Linked DNA regions of Mus musculus: all the other regions are linked to region 4. A link is a contact called in public HiChIP or PLAC-seq and promoter capture Hi-C data. All regions are on one chromosome and are shown on one strand. The core of a region is the stretch at or near the end of the contact, and the rest is flanking DNA. Distances in the headings are between cores, read along the strand shown.

Region 1 (5,953 bases), core at 2,134-4,633, 1.2 Mb before region 4:
CTATATCTGCAGAGCTGTTTTTTGTTTTGCTTTGTGGGAGCCAGGGTCTCCTGCACCAGGCAATCAATCACTCTGTCACGGAACCGTATCCTCCTGTTCAGGGCTGTTCTGGCTTTCTATAGACCTACTCCATGGCACTTTTGCCCAGCACATCAGACATGCTAAGGTGAAGGCCACACATGATGGCACATGCCTGTAATCCTAGAACTTTAGAAGCTGAAGCTAGACAATGGCCACAAGTTAAAGGCCAGGCTGGGTTACAATAGTGAATTCTAGGCCGGCCAGTGATACTTGGCTAGCTGTTGTCTCTAAAAAAACAAAAGAAAGCAAAACACAACAAAGAAGAGCTCAGGAAGTCTCAAGAGCTCAGAAGTAGCAGTTCTGGGGTATGTAGTTCTGCAGTGTTCTCACTGTTTTTCTTTTTTTTTAATTATTTTTTAAGACTTATTTATTTTATATATATGAGTACACAGTAGCTTGTCTTTCAGACACACCAGAAGAGGGCATTGGATCCCATTACAGATGGTTGTGAGCCAGCATGTGGTTGCTGGGAATTGAACTCAGGACCTCTGGAAGAACAGTCAGTGCTCTTACCAGCTGAGCCATCTCCCCAGCCCCCTCACTGTTTTTTAGAGATCCCAGAAATCTCCCATGGTCCTTTGGGTCTCAGGCCTTCCCAGATAAGCATCACAGTTTGGGGCTATTCACAGCTGGGGAGGAAAGCAGAGAGAGGACATATAGGGGGCTTCCTGGCCAGCTCAGCAGGGCATCAGGGTCCAGATGTGAGCATTGCAGGGTATTTGAACAGGGTGTTTGGGAGGGAGAGCAAAAGAACACAGAAAGAGAGGAAGGAGGCAGTTTCATTGGGACAGTTGTACAGAGACTAGTTGCAGAGAGAACAAGCCAGACACAGATGAAGACAGAACGAGCCAGTGAATGAGGAGACACAAGATTAGAACAGATTGCCAAAATTAGTATGAGGTCAAGCAGAACCATTCAGGAAAGGCCAAGGAAGAGAAACCAGATCAAATCAGTCAGCTTGGAAAGGAGTTTGTGAGCCAGAACTGCTGGGTTGAACAGGCAGTTAGAGTTCAGAAAGAACAAGAAAGGGTGAGCTTATTCACCAAGAAGTCTCAGAAGCTGAAAACATTCTAAGTCCAGATATATGGAGGCCAGAAGCTTCCAGGACCAGGCCTAGGTCAGCAGATTGAGACCATAATCCTTCCAGACAACAGTTGGATAGGCAAATAAAAAGTACTTTTACATCTGTGACTGGAGTGGTAAAGCAAAAGACCATATTCTACCAAGCATCTGGAAATTTACAGGGAAGGCTAATAGGCAGAGCTACTTGTTGCAGAAAACACCATCCTTGTGGAAAAGGATGCCCCAGTAGTGACTACACATCTCCATCATGATGACTGTCGTATCAGTCATCTCTGTTGCTTGTGTTTGATAGGACCAAAGTTTTTCAACCAGAAGATAGAGACAATGCTAAGACATTCTCTACAAAAGATCTGGCTTCACTCATTGTGTTTGAAGGAGATTTGGAGAGTGGAGTTCTCTGAGGATAATGGGATAGTCTTCCTGGTACTTGTAGGATTTTACTGATTTGTCCAGAGACTCTGTGGGAAGAGTTTCCGAATTCATTGGGTCTTAGGATCAAACTCTGAGTGACAGGACAGGCAGCCAGAGTCCACCCCTGTGCTCGGGTCTATTTTCAGTTTCCATCAGAATCCTTCCAAGGATTTCAGAGTATTTCTGCCCCCAGTATTTCCCAGTATGAAGTAAAGACTCTATTAGGCAATAAAAACACTCATAACTTACTGATGATTATCATAACCCTGTTAGCAAATAAATACATAGATGTCTATCAACCATAGTTAACACCTCATAACATTCCAGTTACCGATGGGATGTGTACGTAAATGTTCCCCCACCCCACCCGCAAAAAAAAAACCCTAAAACCTAGGATCTTGGTGATGTTGTAGCCTCCCCAGTTTTTTAAATTTTACTCTAATGCCTATGCAATAAAATCCCCTAGTGGCAGAGTTTCTAGAATTTGTGCCTGTTGTAAACTGGTGAATAACTGTGTACCTAAATCTAAGGTGTGGGATTTTTCTCACCAAAGTTTTTCCTCAGAAAAGAGAAGACTGTATCATTTTTGAAGGCTGCTTTATTATCATAATTATATACCTCCTCATGTACCTTATTCAGATCAGAGTGTGTGCATGTGCATGTGTGTATACACGCATGTACGCGTGTTACAATTTGCAATTTCATTGACAGATGTGTGTATGAATGAGCCTTGACTACTACTACCACTGTTTGGAATTAGATAGACTGATCTCTCCCACTTGGTTATTTTCTTTTAAAATTATTTTAGCCATTTCTTTGCCTTTCCCTATAAAATTCAGAATAATACTTTGTATATCTGGCTGAGATTTTGCTAGAAACTGCACTCAACCTGTCTGCACTTAACCTGGTAGGAGGTGGCATCTTTACTGTGTTCCGTTTCCCGTGTAATGAACAGACCACGCTTCCACATTTATTTAGATCTTTCTTGATTTTTTTTTCAACCACATTTTCTAGTTTTCTGCTCATGAGACCTGTGTACGTTAAACAAATACATGCTTCTTTTGCTTGGAAATTCTAAGTGGTATTCTAAATTTTATGTTTAGACAATCACTGCCAGGGTATGTTAGTCTCATATCCTGAAACTTACCAAACTCAAGTTAACCTAGAAGTTATTTAAAAAGTGTACATTCTTTGATATTTTTTATGTAGACAACTGCCACTGGCAAATGGCGACATTCTTTTCCTGAGGTACAAACGAGAACGAGAATTCAATAATTACGTGTAAGAGCAAGTGTTAGATGAGCTCCAGGCATGGTGAGGCATGTGTTTGTAACCCCAGCATTTGGGAGGTAGAGGCAAAAGATTAGGAGTTCCAGGCTACACTCTGCTACTGGGGAGTTAGAGGCTAGCCTGGACTACATGAAACCCTGTCAGAGAACAGAACAGAACAGAACAGAACCAAACCAAAAGACTAGACAGTTCTTTGGCATTGTTAAACGCAATAGAGCTGCTGTGCTGTGTGGTTCAGCCATTGTTTACCTCTTTGTTGCTCTTTTGGATCTATAATCTAATCAGATCTTTGTTCTAAAGATTCATCTCTTCTCCTGGTTATAGGTGCTCTCTTGGCATAGGCCTTCCAGCTTCACCCCAGAACCCCCACGGGTGTGTGTGTGGGTGGGTGGGTGGGTGGGTGGGTGGGTGTCCTGCTTAGTTTCTCACTCTGGGTCTGACGGCGGCATGGCTCCTCCAGGACGCGTGGGGCGCTGTGGGTTCCGCGTGCCGCGGCGGCGCTCTTTCTCCGCCTCCTTGGTTGGGACAGAGGCTTTCGGGACTTCGGCAGAAAGATGGCGGCGCCCATGGACTGTCTTGAGTCCCTGGAGGGTGATGGCGACGCGGGGCGTAGGGCGTCCGGGGTAGAGGTGGCGCTTCCCTCGAACCCCACGGCTCCTGCCCCGCTGTGCCCGCACGGTGGGTCGGCGTCTGCGCTCAGCCTTGCCGGCGGCGCCAATGGCGAGGCTTGGGCTAGGTGCTCTGCGGGTTTTTCGGATTTGTGTCTGGAAGAGAAGGCTTTTTCCCACCCCCTCTTCCTTACCTTGTGTGATGCGTGAATAACACCCGGTTTCAGAAAGTGTTTGTCACTCTATTTAGTAAACCCCCAGAGAGGTCCTGGCTGCTGGAGCTTTGTCTCCAGAGCTGTTAGCATCTCTGCTTTGGGGGACAGGTTAGGGAGAAAGCCGAACGTAGAATGCACGGGGCTGAAGGCTTCTTGCTGACAAGTTCTTAGCGGAATTTAATTTGTTGAATTGATGGGGTTTTATTGTTTTGAAGTTAGAATAAACAACAAAACCCTGGAAGCCTAATTAAGTTTACTTCTTGCGGCTTTCCAACTGTAAAGCTCAGGGTTTCACTGAAAATGGTAACGGCAAACCTTGCAGTTCTCCGGGCTTTCCCCCTTGTTTTATTCGCGTTTGTTCTTTTAAGCATACTTTCGTCATGGACCCCAGCTGTTGACTATTGTAATGTAAACAGAAAGCATTTTCTTTTTGAAGAGAGCAGTTTTAAAAATTATTTCTAATATTCAAATGCATCAGTGTTGCAATGGAAGAAAATAAGATTTATCAAAGAGGATAGTACATTGAATTATAAATTATGTATAATGCCTAAATAAGTTTTATTTAAGGCAGAGAAACTTGGTGTAGACTACTGCTTGATACTTATTTTTTCTTCCTATTCTGGAACTAGGGCCTACTCTTCTCTTTGTAAAAGTGAACCAAGGGAAGGAAGAAACACGAAAGTTTTATGCCTGCTCAGCCTGTAGAGATAGAAAAGACTGTAACTTTTTTCAGTGGGAAGATGAAAAGGTACAGTAACATTTTGGCTAGTTTTACGGAGAATGAACCAGTAAACATGAAGTTTAAGCATTATATAAAAGGATTTCTTTATTTTAGTGCATTTGGTATTTTTAAAGATTTTTTTTTTCCTTTTTTTTTTTTTTTTTTTTTTTTTTTTTTTTTTTTTGAGACATTGTTTCTCAGTGTAGCCCTGGCTGTCCTGGAACTGATTCTGTAGACCAGGCTGGCCTGCCTTTGCCCCCTGAGTCCTGGAATTATAAATGTGTGCCATCACTGCCCAGCTTAATGATTAATTATGTGTATATGTGTGTGCACCTATTTATTGGTATGCACACATGAGTGCAAGTACCCATGGATATCAGAAGAGATCCTCCGATCCCCTAGAACTGCAGTTACAGTCAGTTATGAACCTCCTGATGTGGGTGTTTTAAATAGAGTTAGGTCTTAAGGTAGTGTTTGATCTCAACTACTGGGCCATCTCTCTCACCCCAAGATAAATATCTTAGGAGGGATGAAAATTTCATGCTTTGGATTTTGTTTTTAAATTCTGGGCATTAAAGTTAATACTTAACTCTGAACTTTGATACAGATGTGTTATTGTCTTAAATGAAAATTAGTTCCCTATAAGATTTGATGTGTTAGTATTGGGTAGTCAACTTACAACTTCAGTTTTGCTATTTATTAGTTTCTTTTGGTTTGTTTTTGGTTAGTTTTTGGTATCTTCCTGTGTAGCTCTGACTGTCCTGGGTCACTATGTAGACCAGGTTGAACTCAAATTCACAGAGCTCCACCTGCCTCTGCCTCCTGAGTGTGCCATTACTCCTTGCAACTTCTAGTTGGTAATGAGAATATTGAAAAACAACAGTTATTTATTTCACAAGAGTTCTAGAGATTGGGAAGTTCTAGATAAAGAGGGAGTAATATTGATGGTGTGTTCTGCCCTTCTGATAAACAAACAAACAAACAAACAAATACACAAACGTTTGTTCTGTCTTTCAGTTGTCAGAAGCTAGACTTGCTGCCCGAGAAATTCATAATCAAAAATGCCAGCCTCCTCTATCCCGGGCACAATGCATAGAAAGGTATTGGTATGATGTCTTCTTTTCCTTATTGCTTTGTCAGTGATGTTGCTTTTTAAACTTACCTTCATTTATTTTTTTTTACACTTTCCATTTTAATGATTTGCAAGTGTACAATTCACTGGTATTGATTTTATTCACAATTTGTGCAACTGTTTCTTCTGTGTTCTAAACATTTTTAATCACATCAAAAAAAATCAGAAAATTTTCACAATGAAGTAATAACTCCTTATTCTATTTACTCCAAACCTTGGTGACCTCATTGTGGCTGTGAATTTGATTATTCATATATTATTCATTATTCATATATTATTTGTTCTTTTTTTTTTCTTCGAGACAGGGTTTCTCTGTGTAGCCCTGGCTGTCCTGGAACTCACTCTGTAGACCAGGCTGGCCTTGAACTCAGAAATCCGCCTGCCTCTGCCTCCCAAGTGCTTGGATTAAGGG
Region 2 (5,341 bases), core at 2,115-4,614, 1.8 Mb before region 4:
CTGAATGATGATGATACAAAAGGTCTGTTAGATGAGGATCCATGGCCTCTCCACATTGTATACATTATAGACATGACCATATACACATTTTCTTGTTTAAATGGAAACTTTAACTATAAAAGTTTTGTTCATAAAAATTTTCAAGTTGAAGCAATGCTTTTAACTTTAAAGAAACTAAAAACAATCTCAGTGTGATGGTTACATGCCTTTACTCCCAGCACTCAGGAGGCAGAGGCAGGCTGATCTCTTGCTTATGCTGGAGGCCAGCCTGGTTTACATAGTGAGTTTCTAATAGCCAGGGCTACGCAGTAGTAGAGAGATGCTGTCTCTTTTTAGGAAGTAAGGAAGGAAGGAAGGAAGGAAGGAAGGAAGGAAGGAAGGAAAAGTGCTTTAAACAGCACTTTAGTCAACACTGACAATTATTAAGAACAATGTTTTCTTGCTCACATGCAAGCTGTGGCTTTTAAGATGGAACTAAAAACATTTAATAAGATAATACATGTAATAATGCCTGGAATATCTGAAATGTACCAACAAACACTGGTTACTACTGATGTTTCAGTTTAAATTGTACTTGGAATAATAATAGGCACTAATATACTGCTAGTAAGTATGGAAACTAGTCATCTACTCTAGATATTTTATATAAACTACTTTTTTTCTGACAGTCTCACTTTGGGAACTTCTAAGCATGTGCATTAACGTGCATACATAAGGATACTCATACTTTCATCTACAGAAAATTCGAGGAAAGCACTTAACACCAATGAGCAAGACAAGAGACAACTACTGTACTACACAGCCAATGGGACCCAAATCCCAAGAGCTCACTGATATTACATTTTGTATTTAGGAATAAGTATGGACTCCAAAGATGGAAATAATGATTTGTAGTAGCTTACTGCTTTTTTCTTTATACATTTATGTGTGAAAATTTCTTGCCCTTTGCATCTTATCATCTTATTATTTAATTTCAGCTACCACGGGATTGTAGTGAAACACATAATTACAAATTCTTATCAGGAATATTAAGAACCATTAGGATAAAAATGTCCTTCCCAGATTTCTTGGGAGCTGGTGAGATGGCTCAGACTGAAAAACTGGGTTGACCCCTGAGGCCATCATGGTCAAGAGGAGGTAACTGACTCCGTGGTTTCTTCTCCTGGCCGCCCCTCCACCCCCACCCCCACCCACACGTGCTGGAATGGAGACAGCAAGGTCTGGTGACAGCTGGGGTGACAAAATGAACAAGCCTATGCTGTCAAATACACTAAACAAGAGCAAAGAGGGGGAGGGAGGGAAGCAAAGAGTCCCTGGCAGTCAAAAGTGCCTTCAAATCAAGTAAGGAAAAAAAAAAAAATACCAAGCACAAATACTGTATTGCTAAAGAAAACCAGTTCTATAAGAAAAGGTACTCAAAAAACTTAGGAAACTGCAAAAACTGCCTTGCAGAATCTCTAGAAATCAAGGACTCTCCTGTACTTAGTGACAAATATGAAATATTCAGAGGAAACATGAAGCTACCCGCGATATACGCAAAGTCCATTTTGCCAATGTTGTATGTTTTGCAAGAGAAATGACCATAATCACTGTAATGTGGAGCCCCAATTGCAATAAAAGCATTGAGTCGTGAACATACACACAAAAAAACTCTGCTTGCACAAACTCAGTGTTCATCCCAATGTGACCTCTATAAGGAGAGAAATTAGTTGCATCTTAGCCAAATGTGACATTAACTTTAACTTCACAGAAGTTCCCCACTTTATCAATCCAATATAAATGCCATTTATGACAGGTTGTGATGCCTAACTACAGTACTAAGTTTCCTGTTGAGAAAAGGAGAATTCTACATACCACTATAATCTATGGAAAAAGCTCACTGCAACTTTGCTCTCCCTTGGAGAATATTCATGAGCTGTTTCTACCTAAGAACTGATGGAGCTCAATTACTAACATTTGGAATGTTTGCTTGAGAGAACAGCTGTCTTGGGATGTTTTATTATTACAATGCTTAGTGTTATAAGCTTTAAAAAAAAAAACCTACACAATCAAAACATAACAAACCTGCTTTCCGTATTCAATATTTCAACCTAAGGAGAGCGACAGAACGCATCCTATCCTGACCTATTCTCACACTGGTAGTTAGAAATCAATCCCAAAGGACTTTCCGTTAACAAAAACTCAAGAGACCACACATCTGACTTGACAGCGAGTCGGTGTCACAAGACATAAGAAAATGATAAAATCCTACAACTGTTTTGGACATTTGGACTTCCGTGGATATATTTTTTAATTAACCCAACAGATCCCTGTACTGCCGAAGCATAAACATACAACTAATTAAAATGGGAGGGTAGGAATATAAACAAAAGTACATTTTAAGTATGAACTGTGAAAGAAAAGACTGGAAAATGATAATACAACTGCTTACTTGCTAAATGCCCTGTCTTTGCGAAAAGTCTAAGAAAAGGAACTAAAATGCCAGACCAGGAATCGGTGTAAGCCTTTCTCAATCTGCACGTGGGTGTTGTTTGTTCAAACACGCTTAAGATCACTTTTTTGAAAAGTGCGTCCAAAGTGGGGAGGAGATAGAAATAACTTCCAGAGCGGAGGGGGAAATACGTGTTTTCACAGGCCTACCCCAGTGATGCTACTTAAAAGCAAAGCCGGCTTTTAAGCAAAGCAGGAAATAAAGGAGATGGCGGGAGGGCAGGCAGAGGGCGGAAGTTGGCAACGGCCTCTCCTGAAGTGCCTCAATGGAAGAAGGCCCTTCGTCTCCCGCCAAACAGTGCGCCCCGAGGTCGGCTCGCCTCTATCCTCCCCCAAAACAGACAGCGCCCGCCGCCGCCCACGGGGGCAGTGCCCTTGGCCATCCGGTTCCGGCTGCGGGCCTCACGCGAGCACCGAGGCCTCGCGGCCCGCTCCGCACGCCCGCCGTTCCGCGGCCTCGTGGCCGCCACAGGCCGCTCGCCCCGGCCGCACACACTCGGCACGCGCCCCAGCCGGCCGACGGCAGACAAAGGCTCGGCAGCCGGGCCTGCTCCCCGCCACCATCCAACAAAGCCCGAGCCGCGACTGCGCGCCCCGGCCTGGCTTACCCATCGGTCCCCGCACGCTTCTTGCCGGAGGGGTAATCCTCCCCCAGGTCCAACCGATGCCTCTTGGACATCCTCGCACTCCCAGAAGCGGACGCTTAGGAAGGAGGGAAGAAGAGAGACTCCGGCAGCCGGATCCACGCACAAGAGGCCCGCGGCTCAACTCGCGGGGACCCCCACCCCTCCCGCCACCACAGCCCGCTCCGTGCGGCCCGAACCAGGAGCTAAAATGGCGGCCGCGACGAGGGCAGGGCCTGCGTGCGCGCCTCCGCGGCGGGCGTGCCGGCGTGGTGCGCGCGCACGCCGTCCGGAGGCGGGAACTCCCGTCCCGCCCGCTGTGCGATTGGCTGAAATGGCTCTGAGTTCCCGCGGGCTCCTCCCTTTCCCCTCGCGTCTCTCTGAGAGCTGATCTGAGCTGCTGCTAAGGACCGAAACGCGCCTCAAGCTGTCACTTGCCGCCTGGAGTTCGTTGGGAAAGTTGAAAAAGCCTAGTCCTGTTTAGGAAATCTATCCAGCTGTGTATATACTTTTTGCTTTTAGGGTATGAAGCTCAGGAAGGATAAGAAAAACAAGATCACACAGCTGGCAAGTGGCAAAGCAGGACACAATTTATAACTCCAGAACGAGAATTTGCAGTTGTTGCGCCAGATGCCCTGTAGCGGTGAGAAAAAATGTTAACTTTAATTACTGTGACTCGTTTTGTCCATTCACCCCAGAACAGATAACATCTATTTGTTCAAGGTATAGGTGTTTTGTATAGGGTTCAGAAAATTGGAGGTAATCGCACTGGGCACTGTATTTTGCCTCCAATCCTCTGCCCTAATCTTGCTCCGTTTGTGTGTATATGAGTGCATATTAGGCACTCAGAGACATTAGCCCTATCTCTGTCCTCGTTTGGTTTGGTTTGGTTTGGTTTTTTGAGACAGGGTTTCTCTGTGTGGCTCTGGCTGTCCACAAACAAGCTCTGTAGAAGAGGCTAGCCTGGAATTCAGAGGTTAGGCTGTCTCTGCCTCCCAGTGCTGGGACTAAAGGCGTGCCCCAGCATGCCTAGTTGCTGTGCTCCTTAGTAGAGTGAACCCTGAAAGACATTTTATAGACATGGTTACCTGGACTGAAGGAAATCAACAAATAGCTCATCCATTAAGACTCCACTGTAATGGCAAGTTGTTGAGGCAAGGTGACACTTAAGAGGTTGTGTATCTTTCTCCCTTCAGCCATTGTGCATACTCAATTACATTCATTTCCAGAAGTGTGGGCGAAAGAGGTCTAAGGATCAGCCCAAATACAGGGTATCACTTCATGTCAAGACTCTCCTTTGCTGCTCCTTGGCTCTAGTCCCTCGAAAATTCTCAGAAGGATAATCTCTAAGATTAAATACAACAGAAACACAACAGATGATATTGTAACTTTCACAATATCCAACACAACTGTCTAAATGTACATTGACAACCTGTTAGGCTAGATATGGTAGTGAGTACCTTTAATCCCAGCACTCCTGAGGGCAGAGCCAAGCAGATTTCTATGAGTTCAGAGTCAGTTTGTTTTACGTAGTGAGTTCCAGGACAGCCAGAACTATATAGTGACTCTCTCTGTCTTTCTCCCTCCCTCACTCCTTCCCTCTCCCCCCTCCTCCCCCCCCCCCCACATGCACTCGAGCGCACACACACACACACACACACACACACACGAGCCACTGAAAAGTCCTGTGAGCATCTTTCAGGTACCTACATTACTGAAGAATTCCACCCCTGTCAGTTGTATTCCTTGTTATAGTTCCTAGACAGGAGGGTCCTCTTGAAGTTCTTGTGCAGAGTCTTGAGCCTTGTAAACCCCCATGATCATCCTCTTCCCTCCAAAATGTGTATTAATGGGTCATTCCTGTGATGAGCTCATGCAAGTTACCTCTCCGATATAGGCTAATGAGGATGTGATGGTTTTTATATGCTTGGCTTGGGGAGTGGTTTAGAAGGTGTGGCCCTGTTGGAGTCGGTGTGTCACTGTGGGTGTGGGTGTTAAGACCCTCATCCCAGCTGCCTGAAAGCCAGTAGTCTGCTAGCAGCCTTCAAATGAGGATATAGAACTCTTAGCTCCTCTTGCCCCATGCCTGCCTGGATGCTGCCATGTTCCCGCCTTGATGATAATTGACTGAACCTCTGAACCTGTAAGCCAGCCCCAGTTAAATGTTGTCCTTATAAGAGTTGCCTTGGTCAGGGTGTCTGTTCACAGCAGTAAAATCCTAAGACATG
Region 3 (5,810 bases), core at 682-3,181, 1.2 Mb before region 4:
TGCCTACCTGAATGCTGCCATGTCCCCACCTTGATGATAATGGACTGGACTGAAATTCTGAGCCTGTAAGACAGCCCCAATTAAATGTTGTCCTTATAAGAGTTGCCTTGGTCATGGTGTCTGTTCACAGCAGTAAAAACTCTTACTAAGATTGAAGTTGGTACCAGAAGTGGGGTATTGCTGTGATAGGCCTTTTGTCTGGAAGAATGTGGATTTGGGGACTTTGGATTTGGAAAGCAGTTGAATGCTTTAAGTGGGGCTTAATGGGCTATCCTAGTAAGAATATGAAAGATTTAGTTGCTGAGATTGATTTGAACTGTTCAGAATTGGCTCAAGACGGTTCAGTGGAGGAAAGTTTCAATATGGCCCAGAAACTGTTTTTGTAGTGTTTTGGTGAAGATTGTGGCTGCTTTTTGCCTTTGTCTTAAGAGTCTACCTGAGTCTAAGATAAAGAGACTTATATTAATTGCATTGACAAAGTCTCAAAAAAGCCCAGCAGAGACCTTGTTCTCTGGTTAAGTCTCATGAAGAACATTTTAAATAAGCATAGCAAGTTTAGAAAGGAAAAATACAAAATGTGGTTCACATATTAAAGGGGCACCAGGAAGTGAAATGGAGCTGAATCTTACGTTCTAGGAAATAAAAGATTAAGGGATTGGGGGTAAGATCCCATCCAGCTAAGTTTAGATTCAGGCATGGTGGTATACACCTTTAATTCCAGCATTACAGGCGGCAGAGCCATGCAGATCTCTGAGTTCAGAGGTTCAGTCGGACATCATCAAGGTGGGAACATGGCAGCATCCAGGCAGGCATGGTGCAGGAGAAGCTGAGAGCTCTACTACTTCATATCAAGTCTGCTAGCAGCATACTGACTTCAAGGCAGCTAGGATGAGGTCTTAAAGCTCACACCCACAGTGACACACCTACTCCAACAAGGCCACACCTCCAAATGGTGCCACCCCCTGGGCAAAGCATATTCAAACCATGACAGAGGGAAACAGTTTTGATAAACAGTACTACTGATGATAAAATGTAGACTTACTTTGCTCTCCCTTCTTGCAGAGTGGTCTTTATACTTAAAACCCAGAGCAGTTGTGATCAACAGATTGACAATTGAGGTTGCCTGGGCAGTGTCTGTCCACATTTTCTCACAAAATTGAATGCTTAGATAGCCACAGAATAAATCCTGTTTCCTCTTAACTGTGGTGAGTTTGCTACAAGTCAAGAAATCATTTAAATAAGGCGAAAGAAAACACACTATTTGTCCCTGTTAGGGAGGGTGCAAGCACTTTAACAGTATATGTCTGTAGATAGGAATCATTCAGTGTTTTGTTTTCTTTTTAAATGGTGATTTCCGTCCAATGTTAACCCTCTTTTAATTTGCTAAAATGCTGCCTGATAGAGAGGTTTGTTGTTTTAAATTCTACAATGCATCCAGGGCTGAAAACGACTGTGTGCCAAAGGAGGTCCAGTGTGTGAGTCCGGAGTTTTGATTAGAGCCTAAACCTAGAACAAAAGGGATTGTGTACACAGCAGCGAATTTCTGAGCAAACGGAAAAGGCCTGGAAGGGTTCCCACACGTCCGCGTATACAGGGTTAAGGATTCCTTTGGTACTTGCTGTGCAGCGGGCAGCCCAGAGTAGGGGACCTCCGAGACACCAGAGCTCGCTCCGCCCTAGCCACGCCCAGCTACGGCCTAGCTCCGCTCCCTTCTAGCCCCGCCCTCACCCGCTGTAGCCTAGGCTAACTTTGCCCTAAGCACTCGCTCGCCCCGCCCACACGGCTCCGCCCTACATCAAGCCCCGCCCTGCGCTCTCCCCGCCCCACCGGCGCGCGGCTGCTGTGCCACTCACTTCCTCTCGCGAAGACGTCCCGGCGTCGGCGCCGGAAGCTTTCTCCGAGCGCGGAGGGCGGAGTGAGAGGGCGGGGAAGGCCGCTGGCTAGGAGTAGGCCGAGTCTGCGACTCTGGCAGGTACCGCTGCTGGCAGGGCTTTGTGCCAGAGCTTTGTGGCCGGGTGCTCCGGCGGCCTTCTCGCGCACGTCGTTGCAGGGCCGCACCCATGCTGCGCTTTCCGACCTGTTTCCCATCCTTTCGGGTGGTGGGAGAGAAGCAGCTGCCACAGGAGATTATTTTCTTGGCCTGGTCCCCCAAGCGAGACCTCATTGCTTTGGCCAACACTACAGGCGAGGTAAGTGAGCTGGTGAGAGAGGTCGCCTGGGCTGGGACCCTCGAGCCTCAGTTTCCCCTTTGGCAGACGTGGCGAATCGCACATCTCTCCTGCCCCTACATCTCAGCATGGCTGTTAACTTTAAGAGACTGTGTAAAATACTGTGCCTTCCAGACAGGATGTGTATTCCATTTCCTGTATGGCCCAGAAGAACAAATTCCCTCCAAGTTCTGCACACCCAGGACTCCAGGAATTGATTTGGCCAGGGATGCACCATCAGACCCCGCCCAAAGTTGGTTTCAGATTAGTAGAGAATGAAGATGAACTGTCAAGTCCAACTGGAAGTGTGTGTGTGTGTGCAGTTGCTACAGAGGATGCTTGGTTCCGAGGTTTTACATCTTTGTTACATCTAGCTATTTAGAAGATCTTTAAGTTGAAAGGCTGATGCCTCACAGAATTGCAGACAGAATGCGTGTGGACGTTGTCAGTTAGCATTTCTGACATTAGGAACGTGAACATGCGATATCAAGTACAACTAGATACCCATCTTTCTGTGGAGGATGACTATTACCTGACAGCCATCTTGAAAGGGTCCCATCATCCATGCCACTTAGCACCCTCACCTATGTAAAACTAGGTGGTAAGGAAGGCCTAGCACCCAGAAATGCTTAGTGTGCCAGATTGCATTATCGTGTTGTGTGGCACGGCTCTGTCTCTAAGATCCATGGCTGGTGACATAGCTAAGGCGTGGGCTAAGAGTGCAGTCATTATTGTTGTTATTTTACTATGTCACCTACATATTCATGTTGTTTGTGTTACTTCTTTTGTCTATTGTCTTGGATAGGCTTTTTAACCTTTTCAAAAAGGTAAGTTTAAAAGATACAAAAGGGGCTGGAGACATGGCTCAGCTATCAAGAGCACTTGCTGTTCTTATAAATGACCTAGGTTTGGTTCATAGCACCCACATGGTCACAACTGTCGGTAGCTTCAGTTCCAGGGAGAACTGATGGCCTCTTCTGGCCTCCTGGGGCACTGACTGCACAAATGTGGTACAAATACATACATGTAGGTGTACCTTAAAAAAAAAAAAAGAAAGAAAATATGTAGAGTACAGGACTAAGTTGGGCCTTCTGAGTTCACCCATTTCTTTGAAAATGTCTTACATTCGTTTGGACACTGTTGTTCTGTAGATTGCAAAAAAAAATACTCAAAAGTAGTAATTAAAATTTTTGTTCTGTGGGTCTAGGTTCATTTTATCTCTGCAGGTGAGTTTGCAGCTTTCTGCTATCATGTCTTTTCATCTTAGGTTTTGCTGCATCGCCTTGCAAGTTTTCATCGAGTTTGGAGTTTCCCACCAAATGAAAGTACAGGAAAAGAAGTGACCTGCTTGGCCTGGAGACCAGACGGCAAACGTATGATAATGCTACAAACGTGTATCTCTTATTTCCAAAAGGATAGTCTAAAAACAGTACTTTTTCTTGGTATATTTTAGAATTATGGTTTTGTTTCTGTTGTATAGGTCTTACTGTATAACCCTGACTGGCCTAGGACTCTTTGTGTAAACCAGAGATCCACCTGCTTCTGCCTCCCAGGTGCTGAGATTAAGGACATGTGTGGCCTACCGTATCTGGCCCTATATTAGAACTATAAGTACTAGTTTGAGACTTTTTTTTCTTATTAGAATGCTTATATTTTTCATGAAAGTCTGTTGTTGGCAGGGATAAGTCTTTAATGAGCCCTGGCTTTGTGGCAGATAGGATCAAAGTCTGAGACATTTGCAGAATAATTGGCTTTGGCTCTCTCTGCTCTCTTGTCCTACATCATTTGATCCAAGTACCATTCACCACTCATGAGTCCATTCAGTGCCATCACAGTCTTTTTCTCCCCCAAATTCAGTTAGTACTAAATGTGAGGTTCATAAATCTCCTCTATGTAAGCTACCACTCAGGAGGGGCTGCGCACTGTGACTCTACATTTCCCAAAGGTCTTTTCCTGCTGTCGTGGCTCAGATCATTCATCTTCCATGGGGGTGTGTGTGTGTGTGTGTATCTTGTTTAGTTTGTTTGTTTGTTTGTTTGTTTTTCAAGACAGGGTTTCTCTGTGTAGTCCTGGCTGTCCTGGAACTCATTCTGTAGACCAGGATGGCCTCGAACTCAGAAATCTCCTGCCTCTGCCTCCCAAGTGCTGGGATTAAAGGCTTGCACCACCACTGTGCTGTCTTGTTTAGTTTCTTAAATTGATAGTTTCTGGAGCAGTTAGTCCTAGTGTTAGAATAGTAAATTGCTATGGGCTGCAGCTTGAAGTTTATCAGGGTGTCCAGCTTGTGGTCTATAAGTCACATGGGACTCTGTATAACAATGAATATGGCCCAGCACAAAATTTTAACGTCCTCAAAACTTTGGGTTTTTTTTTTTTTTTTTTGTTTCTTTGTTTGTGGAGGGTTTCTCTATTATTATTCTTATTTTTTTTTCTTTTTTCTTTTTTTTTTTTTGTTTTTTGTAATGTGATTGCATAGTTCTCTAATGTGAACTTCATGGTTAACTACATTGTATCACTGTGGCAAAAGGTTGAGCAAGCCTGAAGGTACTTTAAGAAAAAAAATAAATTACATTTGTAATATGAGTATGTCCTCCTGCTTAGTTTTGTTTTTTTCTTTTTCTTTTTTTTTTTTTTTTAAATAAATATAAGTACTTAAAGCTTGTTTGATAGCTGTTTTGGTGAGCAGCTCTGACAATGTGTGTAGAGATCTGTTTGTGCATTTTGATCTGAATTCATCTATTCCGATAGGCTTAGTTCAGGCCAGTGTAAACAGATTTGCCGCTTTGAATGTTAAGTGAACACTAACCACTGTGTCTCCATACTGTAATGTACAGCTGTTGGCCGTGATGCTTATCACATGTCGGCTTTCAGCTGTATAAGCAGTGCGTAACCATTCTGAGCAAGTGGGAGAACTTAGTGGGATTAATTCCTAAACGTAGAACTTCCAGGAATGCTCTAAGCATAGCCATTCTCCTTTTTCTTAGATGAGTAGAACATATAAAATCAGAGGGGTTGGGCCAGTGGGATGGCTCTGTGCAGGTGACAGTGTTTGCTGCCACACCTGAAAACCTGAGTGTGATCTCCAGCATCCACGTGGTGACAGAGGAGAAACGATTCCCAAAACTACCCTCTGGCCTCCACACATGTGCACGGCACACATTTGCTCCCATGAGCACTCACGAATAAGAATAAATGTAATAGAGGAACTTGTCACCCCCACCCCGGGTTACACTCGGGGCCTCCTGCATGCTCTTGAATTTACTAATAAAAGAACATAGCACTTTGACTTTACTGATCTGTAGCTCTGAAATTAGAGGTTATGTTGTTGTTTGTATTTTGAGATAGGGTTGCACTTTGTAGCCCAGGTTGGCCTTGGGCTCGTAACAGTACTCTTTCCTCCTACCTCAGGATGCTAGGATTACAGGTCTGAGCTACCACACCGGACTTACGAAAAACAACTTTTTTGAGTAACATTTTGAGGACTTTATTATTCATCTAAAAGTATAGGATCTCCCGGAGAAATCATTAAAACCAAATGTGTGTTAAAATGTGTTTCATATAAACAGAAAGTTTCATGTGTTTTGTTAGAAAGCAATTGTTTCA
Region 4 (6,082 bases), core at 2,218-4,717:
TTTAGTGCTTTAATGTACTCCACGACTTGAAGACTATACTCATATTTGCTAACTTTCATTGCTTCTACCTTGAAACCCTATTAGCTGTTATTACTTTGAGTATTTCAAAGTTCTCAGGACCTTAATTTCCTGGGAAGCTATGAAAGTGGTCCAGTTCATAACCCGGTTTCCCCAAAGAGGACTCTTTCTTGCATTTCCCCAGAAGCTATCTAAGAAGGGCAAGCAAAGAGCAGTTGTCCACGGTGCTCCTCTACCCTGATGTGGCAAGAACCCCCCACTCCTTGGGGTCACAGTCAGGCTGGGGAAGCTGTGGGCAGGCGCGACCTCAGTCGGAATTCCCCTGGGTGATACTTTCATCCCGCCTCACGCCCACAGCGCTCCCTCCTAGAGCTACTGCGCCCGCCCACGCGGTGATGTCATCACCCGGGTGTCGGGCGCGCGCGGACGGTCCGCCCACGGAACCCGGGCGCGCTCTGTGCCAGAGTCGCGCACCTGTGGCGGCCGCCAGAGTCCGTGGGCATGCGCGCTGCTACGGGGAGGCTCCTGAGCTCGCAAGCGGAGATCCGGTTCTCCTAGTTGGAACCTGAGGCAGGCTGTGTGGGCCGTGGGGGAGCAAGGATAGAGGATGGTGAGGGTTTGCTCCAGAGATGGGGAGGAGCCAGTGCAGTTCTTTTGCTTTGGGTGTGCACTGAGAGTTGGGTTCATCTGCAGAATCGAAAAGCCTAGGCAAAGTGAGATGCGTTTAATCCTAACCTAGGAGCACCTTTAGCATACACGCCCAGAGCCTGAGGCCAGAGTCACTAAGTACAAAGCACCTGGGTGCCAGGGACCCAGGGAAGGCTTTCTTTGTTACTATTTTTTCCACTCCACCAATAATTCTGTGGTGCAGGTATAATTGGGTTCCTAATTAACTTGCCTACGCGTCACACAGAAGAGCCGGAGTTGAGGTTTCTACGAGGTTGGTCTGATAACAAAGTTCAAAGCTGCCCATCAGACACGAAGTCAAGACTGTGTTAAAATAAGACCGAGAACACATTCTGAAGATACACGGCAAGTTGTGAGGTTTGGACTTTAAAGGAGGGGGCTGGGCTGTAGGAGTAGGGTGGCCAACAAGGGAAAGGGGTTCCAGGAAGATTTTGATGGAATTTGGCAAGAGAAGCACCAGGCAGGAAGCTCTAGGTTACCAGGGAAAGGAAAGGGAACCTGGGCAGAGGACGTGATTATCACCGCCTCAAGTCTTGTGTTTATGTGTACACTTTGCAAGTGTAATTCTCGATCTAATTCTACGGATGGGTTTTTTTTTTTTTTTTTTCAAAGTAATGGACTTGCTCTTGCCTGTTCCCTAGGCCTATGCTATGATGCACCGGAACAATGTGCCCCTGAGTAACAGTGTGCACCACGGCTGCGCAGCCAGAAACATCGGTACCCATAAAACAGATCTATAAAATAGAGGGTTTATTCTAGCCCGTGTCTATCTGAGAGAGGCCGCTATGGTGAATGCTGGTTCCTTACCTGTGGTCCCACTAGAGAGAAATAAACATTTATGATTCCAAATCCATTATCGGGTCTCAGTGTGCCCTGTGTTTGAAAGAAATCGTATGCCATCTTTGTTTAAAGAAGCTCGGGCCCAGTGGATTGCTAGTTTTTCCTGGTTTTATATTGTTATTGCTGTAACATAGTTTGTACTACCCACGTTAGGAACTAATTCCGAGTCAGAACCGTGTAAGAATCTATAAGGTAATAGACAAAAATTGTATCTCCTGTCCAAGATGGTAAAGTTCCCTAGGAAAGGACTGTTAGCAATTTTAGAGCTTCAAGTTCTGACTTATTTGACATTTCCAAGTGTTTCTTAGTCTGCTGAATATAATACCCCACCGTATAATACTTTGCTCGGCGTATATGAGATGTTCAGTAAATACTGATGAATTAAATGATGCCTCCTGTAGAGTAGGAAAGGAACTTATTTACTTCCTGGTTATCCGGTGCCTAGCAGTTCTGTCTACTCAGCAAACACAAGGCTTCACTGCCTTTCAGCAAGCAAAATAGAAACTTACTGTTGCCCGGTAAGGAACGGCCCCACCCTCCAACATAATGCCCCTAAGAAGTATGTCAAGAAATAATTGTGGTTGATTAGCCTTGTTATTATTCCTGATTCTTTTCTGCAGTGTGCATCTTCCTCTTCCACTACCCGACATTCTTTTGGTCAAGCTTCCTAAGGAATTGTTATGTATTTGACTTCTTGACTTCTGGAACAAACTGATCTAAACTGCAAGCCAACAACAAAATCCAACAGTAGTCAGACCTATGTTCTTAACAATCCTAGCTTCGAGTTCTTAAATATGTGTGTGTGTTCAACACCTCCTTTTACATTTCAAAGGTTTTCTGAAGAAATGCTTTGATATGGGTCTCTGAGGTATGTAGCTTGCCTCTGAGTGCCATTTACCTGGGTCACATCCTGAGGACTCCTACCACAATTGAAACAAAATAAAAAAACAGCCAACAACAATAACAACAACATAGTCCCATTGCAATGGTAGCATCTACTTGAAGAAATAGATTCCGGTTCTTTTCCCCTTTTAGATCAATTGGATCTGGAGCAGAATTGCAAGAGCATCCACAAAACTGCTTCATTGCAGATAAGCAAAATGGTCAAGTCTATGTTGTAGTTGGGGCAACCTGTTCAGCTGGCAGTCTATAGAAGTGGTGGTTTGGCAGATGAGTGGCAGTGACTGCCTTCAGTGTCAGCATGGAAAATAGTAAGAAGCTAGAGCACATTATTCGAACATTTCCATTCAGTAGTTGATAAATCGGGCCATGTCCATTTATTAGCTATGGGCCGGTGGGTTGGTTAAGCTATTTTAACATTTCAGCGCTTGGGTTTCGTCACATGTAAAATGGCGATGAGATTGAGTTACACTATGCCACTGTAAATTGCTTAGAGAAATTCCTAGCACTCTGGCACAAGGTATGCGCTTTGCCAAATGTTTGTCAAGTAAATACAAAGCTAGGCTGGGTTTCCCTCCGCTTCTACAAAGCTGGCAACCGGTAACCCCCACCAACATCCAAGTTAGGGGAGGCCGCTGTTTCCCACTGCAAGGTTTTTTTTGACCCACGGGGTTAAAGCACTCAGAGGATCTGCGACGTCGATACGCTTTATCCAGGTCTCCAGGCTGCCCATCATCAGATCACGGCGTGGGCGAGACTCACTCCTTCCTCCCGCTCAGCTTCTCTGGCTCCTGAAGCACAGCCTGGGCGGCTGTCCCACGCCCCGCCTATCGGTCTGGGAACGCCCCTAGGGGCGGGGCCCACGACCACGCACGCGCAGTGCCGCGGCGTTGCGCCTGCGCCGTGGCGGGGCTGAGGGAGGCGGGGGATTGGTATGAGAGCGAGTGTGTGAGGGGAGGGAGGTGGCCCGGCCGAGCGTGGTACTACGGCGGGCGCGGGCCGGAGGGGGCGGGGGGATGCGCCGCGGCGGCGGCGCGGGCGCTGGGCTGGGGCTTGGCCGCGCCAGAGCAGCGGATCCCGGTGTCGCCGCGGCAGCTGCGCGGGTGTCGCGCTGGGTCGGAAGACGCCGTACCACTGCGCTCCCCCACTTTTTTTTTTTTTTTTTTTTTTAAATAACCGGAACCAATGAACGCGGCGGCGAGCCGAGCTTCGCGGGCCGCCGGTGAAGGGAGCGGGTCAGCACCCGGCGGGAGTCCGCTTCCGAGGCGGCCGGGCCCCGGGCAGCTGGCGGTGAGCGAGTGGCCGGCGGCTCCTGTGAGCGCTCCTCCCGCCGTGGCACCGGGCCGGGCCTCGGGCCGCCCTCTCCGGCGGCGCTGGGCAGCAATGCTGCTCTTCGGGTTGTTGGTGGCCGGCGTGGCGGACGGATGCGATCTGGTGCCCCGGCACCTCCGCGGGCGGCGCGCGTCGGGATCGGCCGGAGCGGCGGCGTCTCCTTCGGCTGCGGCTGCGGGCGAGCGCCAGGCGCTGCTGACAGGTGAGGCCCGTGCGGGCGACGGGCAGGCTTGGCGGGACTCCCGGCAGGACCCCATCCCCCGAGAGGGCGCCTAGCGGTTGCCTTGGCGCCGGTCGTCGCACTTCGGACGCCTTCCTAGTCCACCGACTGGCGCCTCTACTGTGCTTTCTTCGCCCTTAGTGGGCTCCTGCGAGCTTCCCAGCTGAGCAATGCAGTGGTTTCTCTTTCGTGCTGCCGAAGGGACCAGTGGGGTCTGTAGGGGACTGGGCTCATTTCCCCTCTTCCCAAAGCCGCCAAAGAAAGTAGGCGGCGGCAGCAGCAGCAGCAATGCGGTATGGAGTTGGCCCCTGTTGCCTTTGCAAAGGCGGCTGGCAGCTTCTTACCGATCGAGAGCCGGGCTGAGCGCCCTGTCCCAGGGGAAGCTGCTGAAGAGATTCTTTGAGAGCCACAGCACCTAGTGGCACTAGTGGTTCTGTGTTAGTATGAAGAAACGTCAAAGTCTGGTGTGTTTTTGTGGGGGTACGAGGACGCTTTAAGGGATGGAAAGTATATGCTGTTTGAGAGCATCACTGGGTGACAAAGGGTGCAGAAAGCGCAGCAGGTAACCAGAAACACACCTACAATTTACCAAGTGCAGGATATTTGTGACGTGGATTTGGGCAGCATAGTTCTGATGGAGTGCACCAGTACCTTTTTTAAACACAGAACGTTCTAGCACTTACTGAAAACTTGCAAATATGTTTGGTAAGGTTAAGTAGAAAATTGTATGCTTTTACAGCCTTCGTTGTCTTATATAACTGATCTGGTGTGGTTTAAGCAGTGATGTAAAGGTCCTGAAATGATTTCCTGGGGCACAGTGCTGGAGGTAGAGTAACTTATTTTTCTTGCTGCTGTGTTTATTTTTAAGGTAGATCTCTAGGTTTTCTGGAAGAACAGCAGGATTAAAGAGGAATAAGATGATTCACTGTTAATTTAACTGCAGTGGTAGCCCAACAGGCGTCTGGGAGTTACTAACAGCTGCTCAGCAAAGTGTTCAGGAGTCTTTAGATCATAGCAGCTTTCCTCTGAGTTCTGTGACAGGCTATTTCCTGTTGCAGACAGAAGAAGGATGTCGGTAAGCATTGTCAGGCACTTTGAGAGTTGGAGGGTATAGAGCATAATGATTAGCATACTCAAGGTACTCAAAAAACTTACCAGATCCTGGTCAGTTGAACCAGGCAAGTCATCACTGGTTGCCTTGGATAAAGGATTATAGAATGATCTTTAGGGACGTAGTATGTAGGGAGGGATATATTGGGTGGTTTCATGCTCAAATAGTTATTTTCTAACAAAAATATGGCAAGTGTGGAAGGGAACAGTGTTAAACTAGTTAAAACCTACACTAGAGTGTAGGTTGAGGGCTTATTGTCTCCCCTAGGAGTGGAACGTTAGCTTCTAAATGGTATAGTAGTGTGGGTCCCCCCACCTCTTTGGCAGAAATGTTTGATTACATAATGCCTTAACAAATGTGATTGACAGAGAGGCAAGTGATCTAGAACTTTGGTGTTTATTGACTCTTCAAGCAAGTATGTTTTACTGAGAACATCAAGAAATCAGCGCAGATGGACTTCTAATAAGCTGTAACCCTTTTAATTTTCTCTGTAGTTATTTATGGCACAGTTGAAAAGACGCAGTGATTCTTAGTGGGAAAGATCATCACACAAAGTGAAGTTGTGCTGTCGTGCTTTTTAATAAATTTGCTGAAATGTTGACCTCGGAATTATTTCTGTTTATAAAAGATCTCTTTTTTTCCCCTTATGTTCAAATATTAATTTTAAAACGTTAAACATTTCCACTTAAAGTTTCAGATTTTACAACTGCTCAGTATCTAAGTTGAATAATAGAATTTTAATAAGTTTATGAAAATACAGTCAGCAGGGCTGGTGTTTAGGGAAATGTAGATTGAAAAATGACTTGTGAAAGTAGAATGTGTTGAAAAATGCTTTGAATTGTATGGCCTCTGTAAGGCCCTTTCTCATTTAATAGTTTTTGTGGGTAGTTCTCTTTTATGGCTCCATTTGTTTTATTAAACCTGGGACATAAATGGATGGCGATACTTCACACTTCAGGAAGTGGAGCCACAGG
Region 5 (5,666 bases), core at 2,238-4,737, 1.3 Mb before region 4:
TGTTGTCAGTATACTTCATAAACAACTAAAGTAGAAAAACCTTAAGTTGAAAGAGTTTCAATATGTTGTAGTAGCTAATCTACAAAGACCATCATTATCAAATTCTTTTCCCATGATGGTCCACACCAAAAGATATAGTTTAATTCTCCTCCATATCTACATCTGGATTGTGTGGCAGGGGGTGGGGGTGGGGGTTGGGGGTGGGGGTGGGGGAGTGTTGTCCTTACTGACTTACTTTTGACTAGGAAGAAGAGAAAAAGCCTCTGAGTTCTAAAATGTCATAAGAAGCACTAAGTCTACTTGGTTTCTAAAGAGTCTGCTAGTGTGCACTGCCTTCCAAAATCCAGCTGCCACACTGGGAAGAGCTAACATAACAGAAGATGAGATCTGAGCCCTTAGCCATGTAAACAAATCATCTTTTATAGACTGCCCACTCTCACCTTCAATAAGACTACAGTCTTAGCTGGCATTTGATAACTACACCAGAAACACATTGCTGAGCTCAGTTAACACACAGAACCAGGAAGAAATAATGATTTTAAGCCATTAGCTTCTGGAGTGATCTGTTTAAAACCACAGTAGAGGTAACAACCTATTCCCTCTTTTCTGCCTACTAGAGCAGTGGGACAGATTTCAATCTGAATGAGTCGATGCTTTAGAGACTGTCCTAATTAGTTGTTGGCGGTGACAGTGGCCTTTTGAGACAGGATCTCACTAAGAAGCCCTGGCTGACCCTATACTTTGGACCTTTGCCCCTATTTCTGCTAAGTGCTGGGATTACAGGCAGTGCCACCACCCAAGCAAAAACTTTCCTAATTTCTAAAGTATGTTTCTTAAAAATGAGTGTACAAATCCACGTGTCTTAAATTAGATGGTCCTATACACTTAAAAACACTAAAAATTGGAATACTCCAATTTTAAAAAGAAACAACTCCTTCTGATGCTCCTTACATTCAATTAGATCTGAAACTGTGTATAATGAGAGTATCAGAAGCACTAACTGGTACTGTACTTCTTTACAGGCACGCCTTATATACAAGATATCCATATGCATTATCTATGGACCTTGTTACCAGGGCATTGTTAGACTGGAAATCTGCATCCCTACTCATTAGCATCACTTCTGACTGCAAATATTTTCATTAAAATTTTAGTAAGCCTCAAATATTTCACCATGATTTAAAAACAAAAAAACAAGAAGTTTTTTAAGAGATCATATTTCTCACAGAAAGGGTGGAAGACAGAAATAAGCAGTCATATCCAAAAGCACTACCAATTAATGATTAAATCATTCTTGCCAGGCAGTGGTGGCACAGGCCTTCAGTCCTAGCAGAGGCAGGTGAGACTCTTAAAAAAATCACTTTTCAGAATGGAGTAAAATCTCAAAACTAATACAAATAATGTAATCATCTAATACAACTGCTCCCCCATCTGCTGGAATTCAGACAGTGATAAACACGCTCTACTCTCCAGTAAAACCTGTACATTACAAAGAAAACATGGCTGCAAGTGGGGTTGAACACCTTTAATCCTATGAGTCAGGAGACAGAGGCAAGTGAACCTCTTTGTCTGAGGCCAGCAGGAGCTACAAAGTGAGTTCTAGGCCATCCACAGTTACAAAGTGAGAATGTCTTAAAAAAGAAAAAAAACAACAACAACACAACAACACACAACCATGATGTATATCAAGTGAAGTTTGAAAAAAGAAAAAGAAAGAAGGCCACGCCCATGGTAAACACTCTGCAAGGCTGGCTGAACGTCTATGATTGTGGCAAGTTAGCAACTGGCAGGCCAAGAACCAAAACATCTTCCCTCTGTGTGACCTAGCAACCCTGTGACTATTAGGTCAATCCTTCTGGAAGGGACAGAAACCCCCTAGCTTCACCTACCCATAAGCTAAGAATGTCATCAGACAACAGCCAGGGCCTGCAACGGAATTTCCCTGCTTTTCCTAAACATGCCTACCTCTATATTTCTACTAGTGTAGTCAAAAAGTGTCTTGGCCTATGATTTTGTTCTGCGACTATTTTACATAAAAATTTCATGGAACTGTTACCATCCAGAAGAACATAATATTTGGGGTCACCTGTCACTTATATGTATCTCTAGAATAACTCTTATTCCTTTTGAAATGAACTGTTTTTTTTTTTTAAAGACTTGTTTATTTTATGTATATGAGTACACTGTAGTTGTCCTCAGACACACCAGAAGAAGGCATCAGATCCCCTTACAGATGGTTGTGAGCCATCATGTGGTTGCTGGGAATTGAACTCAGGACCTCTGGAAGAACAGTCAGTGCTCTTAACCACCGAGCCAGCTCCTCAGCCGTAACTATGCTTTTTTAAATTTTGCTTTGTTTTGCTTCATTAAGTTTTTATAACAGATGTACTAGTTTAAATATTGTCAGAACACAGCACCAGTGATGTTGACCAGTCTGCTGGATGAAAGAGGAAACCACCATATATCAGAACTACTGTCTTGAAAGCTCCAAGTCTCTCAGTTCCATCTCTCAGTTCCGTTTGATTTCTGTACCCATTACCCATTTCATGAGGGAAGGGATTATTTCTGAGTGGAAACTTTATAATTTAGTAGGAATACCACCACCATTATTTTAAGTTCCTTCCACTCCCATTCCCAGAATGAATGAATAAGTAAATAATTTCATAAGTAGTTTAAGAACCATACCTGTAATGTCGTCGAGCAACCAAAGCAGAGGCCACTCTCCCTTCCCTTTCTCCCACACCACAATTACCCAAGAAATTGTTGCTATCCATGACTGCAAGCTCATGCAGAAAGAGTTCGAGGGTACTTTCATCCCAGCCATCCTCTGGACACTTGCCCTTAAAAAAAAAAAGTAATGGCATTTATATTCAGGTAAATTATCGGCCCCTAAAACTCCACATCAATGTACTTGAATTCCTTTTAATGTGTTTTAATGACCCTTGATTCCTCACATCAGAAATAAACTCAGCAGCTATGAAGGAACGTTTGCCAATTGGCCAAACGTTCGTTTTCTATTTGACTACAAACTATAGAGGTTGCGGACTTATGTAATATGGCCACTGAAGTTTGCGAGGGCTCAGTGGAGTTAGGGAAACTGAAAAGGTGACGTCCTCGGGTGAGTTTTCAAACTAGGGGCTGGCAGACCCTGGGGGCACTACGGTTCAGGACTCCCGTCAAGAGGTGAGGCCAGAGAGGTGCGGCGGGCAGCTGCCCGCGGGCGCAGGTCTACCGGCCGCATGCGATCTATCCCCGAATGGCCCCGGCGGACCAAGCCCTTGGACTTTGACAGCTCCGCACACACCAAGGCGCCGCGCTGCCCCGCCCCTCTCGGCACACGCCGAGCCCGAGCGCCGAGTACCTGCTCTAGAAGCAGCCGGATGAGGTGCTCGTGGGCGCGCCGAGCCTCGCAGCCCTGCCTCACGTAAGCCGGAGACACCCGCCGCTCGCCCGCCGCGAAGCTCTCCGGGTTCATGACGGCGCCCACTGAACACACACCGAGGCCCAGGATGCAACGCGCTGCCCGGACGGTACGGGGCGGCCGTGGACCCAAAACACCCTAAGACGCCGCCTTCGACTTCCGCGCATGCGCAGAGCCGTCTTGGTGGCCCTCCACTCCCATTCCCCAACACCACAAGCACTTGGGAAGAAGTTGGAAACCTTGAGTATATATGAGAGAGTTGGCAAGATTAACGGGTTTCCGGCCAGAAGAAAGGGGAGTTGGATTGGGCTAGGTAAGCCCTCTTGTAATCAAGAACACTAGTACTTCAAGAGAGGGCAGAGAAGGCAGAAGAGTCATTGTGTGGGCTTCTCAGGAAATGACAATTTATGATCTGTTCCAGTCATATTGTTTGAGTCTTCCCCAGACTGTGTCAGATTCCAGAACCTTACATCATACATACCTTGATATATTTCAGCAATTCCTACTGCCTGACAACCTTAGGAAAGGATAGAGCCCTGCTCTCGCGGCAAATTTATCTCATGATAGTTACTCTTTTCATTTTAAATTATGCAATAATCTGCAATAACTCAACCCACCATCATATTATGGGAAGAGGAACCTTATGCATATCTTACCTGAGATCTAGAGTTTTCTCTACTAAGTTTAGATCTACAGAATTCCTTTAAGAACTTTGTACTAACATTTGTCCATGAATAGTGTATCTTTAGAACATAGTAGTAGTCTACCAAATGTAGGAATTCCCCACTGGTAGAACATATATGTACTTACATGTCAGCAAGCAAGCACACATGGCCTGCAAATTCTATATGACTTTGAAATGTTTGAGGGAAGAAGAGTTCCTCACCTTTTTTGGGCACCACAACAAAAATGGACAAGAAGCTACGGGACTCTGTAATGCACTATTTCATAGAATCGTAGCCATATAAAAATAAAGGCTCATGGGGAAAGAGGGGAGATGTGGGAAACAATGAAAATGTTCTGAGAGATCACTGCCAAGCCAGCTTTCTTACCCATTAAAATCCCTGAGCATACAAAGGTCACAATCCTGCAGCTATTCAAAGGCACCATTGTACACTACCGGTGCCTAGCCCCTGCCTTTGAAAAGAAAGGATGTGGTAAATGGTTGGACCTTTTGCTCGGCTAATCTCTGAGCCTCCCGGGACATTTGCTTAGGGGCTACCAGATATCTTCAAAAGGATATCACATGTCTCTATGGAGCCACTCATTGCAACATAGACAAGCTGGTTAGTCTCCCAAGTCAACATTAGCTGTGAAGCTTGACAAAGATCACTGAGGTTAACTGAGGATCATTGTAACCTGCCTACAACATAGTCTAGGAAAAGTCTACAAAAGTGGGCTGAACCATGACCTCAATGGCCATTTCACCATTTTTAGATTGATTTTTAAAATGTATTTTAGATAGTGTATGTCCATTTTCAGGGTGGTCTGTGGTATTTCCTTGCCAAAAGATACAGCCTGTATAGTCTCTCTAAGTTCTGATTTTATTTTAACCTGGGTCAAAAAAAAAATTCTAACAATAACCAAGCCACTTACTTCTATCAAGAAGATCAAATTCTAGTCAAACCTAAAATGACTTCAGCAAGAATGAGAGATGGAAGGACCTCTGCACTGTCTTGCCCTGTGGCAGGGGTGGGAAAGGGGGTAACAAAGAGCATGCTCACCTGCAACGCAAACTGGGAAGGGAAGGGAGCACTGAGAGGGAGGAAGGGGGTGGAAGGAGGGAGGGAGGGATGGAGGGAGGGAACAGAGGGAGGGAGGGAGGGAATGGAGGGAGGGAGGAAAAGGATGGAGGGAGGGAGGAAGGGGATGGAGAGAGGGAGGAAGACAATGAAGGAAAGGAGGAAAGGGATGAAGGAAAGGAGGAAGGGGATGGAGAAAAGGAGATGGGGAGGGAAAAGGGATGGAGGGATGCAGGAAGGGAGGAAGGGGAGGAAGGAAGGGGAAGGGGATGGAGTGAGGGAGGGAGAGGATGGTGGGAGGGAGGAAGGGGAGGGAGGAAGAGAGGAAGGAGATGGAGGAGGGAGAAGAAAGGAGGACTAAAACCAAAGTATGCGTGGAACCCACTATTTTGTGTACTAATGGTGTTTTTTAATTGAAAAGAAAACAGACCAGAATTCTGTCAGCATGAAAAGTTAACCCAAGAAGATACTTCAAACTGAGGGTTTTAAAGAGATCTTTCAGA

What was found. Promoter capture Hi-C pulls out the DNA fragments that hold promoters and counts their contacts. HiChIP or PLAC-seq counts read pairs in DNA pulled down with a chosen protein or histone mark. Capture Hi-C pulls out chosen DNA fragments and counts their contacts.
Region 1: a contact with region 4 is called in an H3K27ac HiChIP or PLAC-seq map of thymic regulatory T cells, with 5 times the contacts expected there. The contact joins the promoter of Zcchc4 here to the promoter of Stim2 in region 4. A contact is called at or near these places in 1 of 39 promoter capture datasets (pre-B cells), 1 of 484 Hi-C or Micro-C datasets (embryonic stem cells) and 2 of 115 datasets of contacts at active chromatin or transcription factors (large pre-B cells and thymic regulatory T cells).
Region 2: a promoter capture Hi-C map of liver shows a contact between it and region 4. The contact joins the promoter of Dhx15 here to the promoter of Stim2 in region 4. A contact is called at or near these places in 2 of 39 promoter capture datasets (liver and pre-B cells), 5 of 484 Hi-C or Micro-C datasets (CD4 T cells, regulatory T cells and rod photoreceptor), 1 of 115 datasets of contacts at active chromatin or transcription factors (large pre-B cells) and 2 of 9 other capture datasets (adipose tissue and liver).
Region 3: a contact with region 4 is called in a promoter capture Hi-C map of pre-B cells, with 7 times the contacts expected there. The contact joins the promoter of Anapc4 here to the promoter of Stim2 in region 4. A contact is called at or near these places in 4 of 39 promoter capture datasets (the 3T3-L1 cell line, cranial neural crest, embryonic stem cells and 1 more), 3 of 484 Hi-C or Micro-C datasets (B cells, CD4 T cells and pre-B cells), 2 of 115 datasets of contacts at active chromatin or transcription factors (regulatory T cell precursor and stem cell-derived neural progenitor cells) and 2 of 9 other capture datasets (adipose tissue and embryonic stem cells).
Region 5: a promoter capture Hi-C map of pre-B cells shows a contact between it and region 4. The contact joins the promoter of Sepsecs here to the promoter of Stim2 in region 4. A contact is called at or near these places in 2 of 39 promoter capture datasets (liver and pre-B cells) and 1 of 484 Hi-C or Micro-C datasets (CD8 T cells).

Annotation. Positions count from the first base shown.
Region 1 is chr5:52,779,672-52,785,624 of GRCm38.p6, forward strand. It overlaps Zcchc4 (zinc finger, CCHC domain containing 4), which reads left to right and starts at 3,384. Exons shown (of 13, transcript NM_001308144.1): 1 at 3,384-3,543; 2 at 4,318-4,436; 3 at 5,427-5,509. The coding sequence starts at 3,420.
Region 2 is chr5:52,187,182-52,192,522 of GRCm38.p6, forward strand. Dhx15 (DEAH (Asp-Glu-Ala-His) box polypeptide 15) reads right to left here and starts at 3,365. Exons shown (of 14, transcript NM_007839.3): 1 at 3,099-3,365. The coding sequence starts at 3,169. 9230114K14Rik (RIKEN cDNA 9230114K14 gene) reads left to right here and starts at 3,500. Exons shown (of 4, transcript NR_015537.2): 1 at 3,500-3,756.
Region 3 is chr5:52,832,204-52,838,013 of GRCm38.p6, forward strand. Anapc4 (anaphase promoting complex subunit 4) reads left to right here and starts at 1,932. Exons shown (of 28, transcript NM_024213.2): 1 at 1,932-2,189; 2 at 3,475-3,580. The coding sequence starts at 2,061.
Region 4 is chr5:53,995,056-54,001,137 of GRCm38.p6, forward strand. It overlaps Stim2 (stromal interaction molecule 2), which reads left to right and starts at 3,468. Exons shown (of 12, transcript NM_001081103.2): 1 at 3,468-3,979. The coding sequence starts at 3,829. Gm30601 (a long non-coding RNA gene) reads left to right here and starts at 196. Exons shown (of 2, transcript XR_376962.2): 1 at 196-1,062; 2 at 1,347-1,558.
Region 5 is chr5:52,666,214-52,671,879 of GRCm38.p6, forward strand. Sepsecs (Sep (O-phosphoserine) tRNA:Sec (selenocysteine) tRNA synthase) reads right to left here and starts at 3,488. Exons shown (of 11, transcript NM_172490.4): 1 at 3,362-3,488; 2 at 2,686-2,840. The coding sequence starts at 3,475.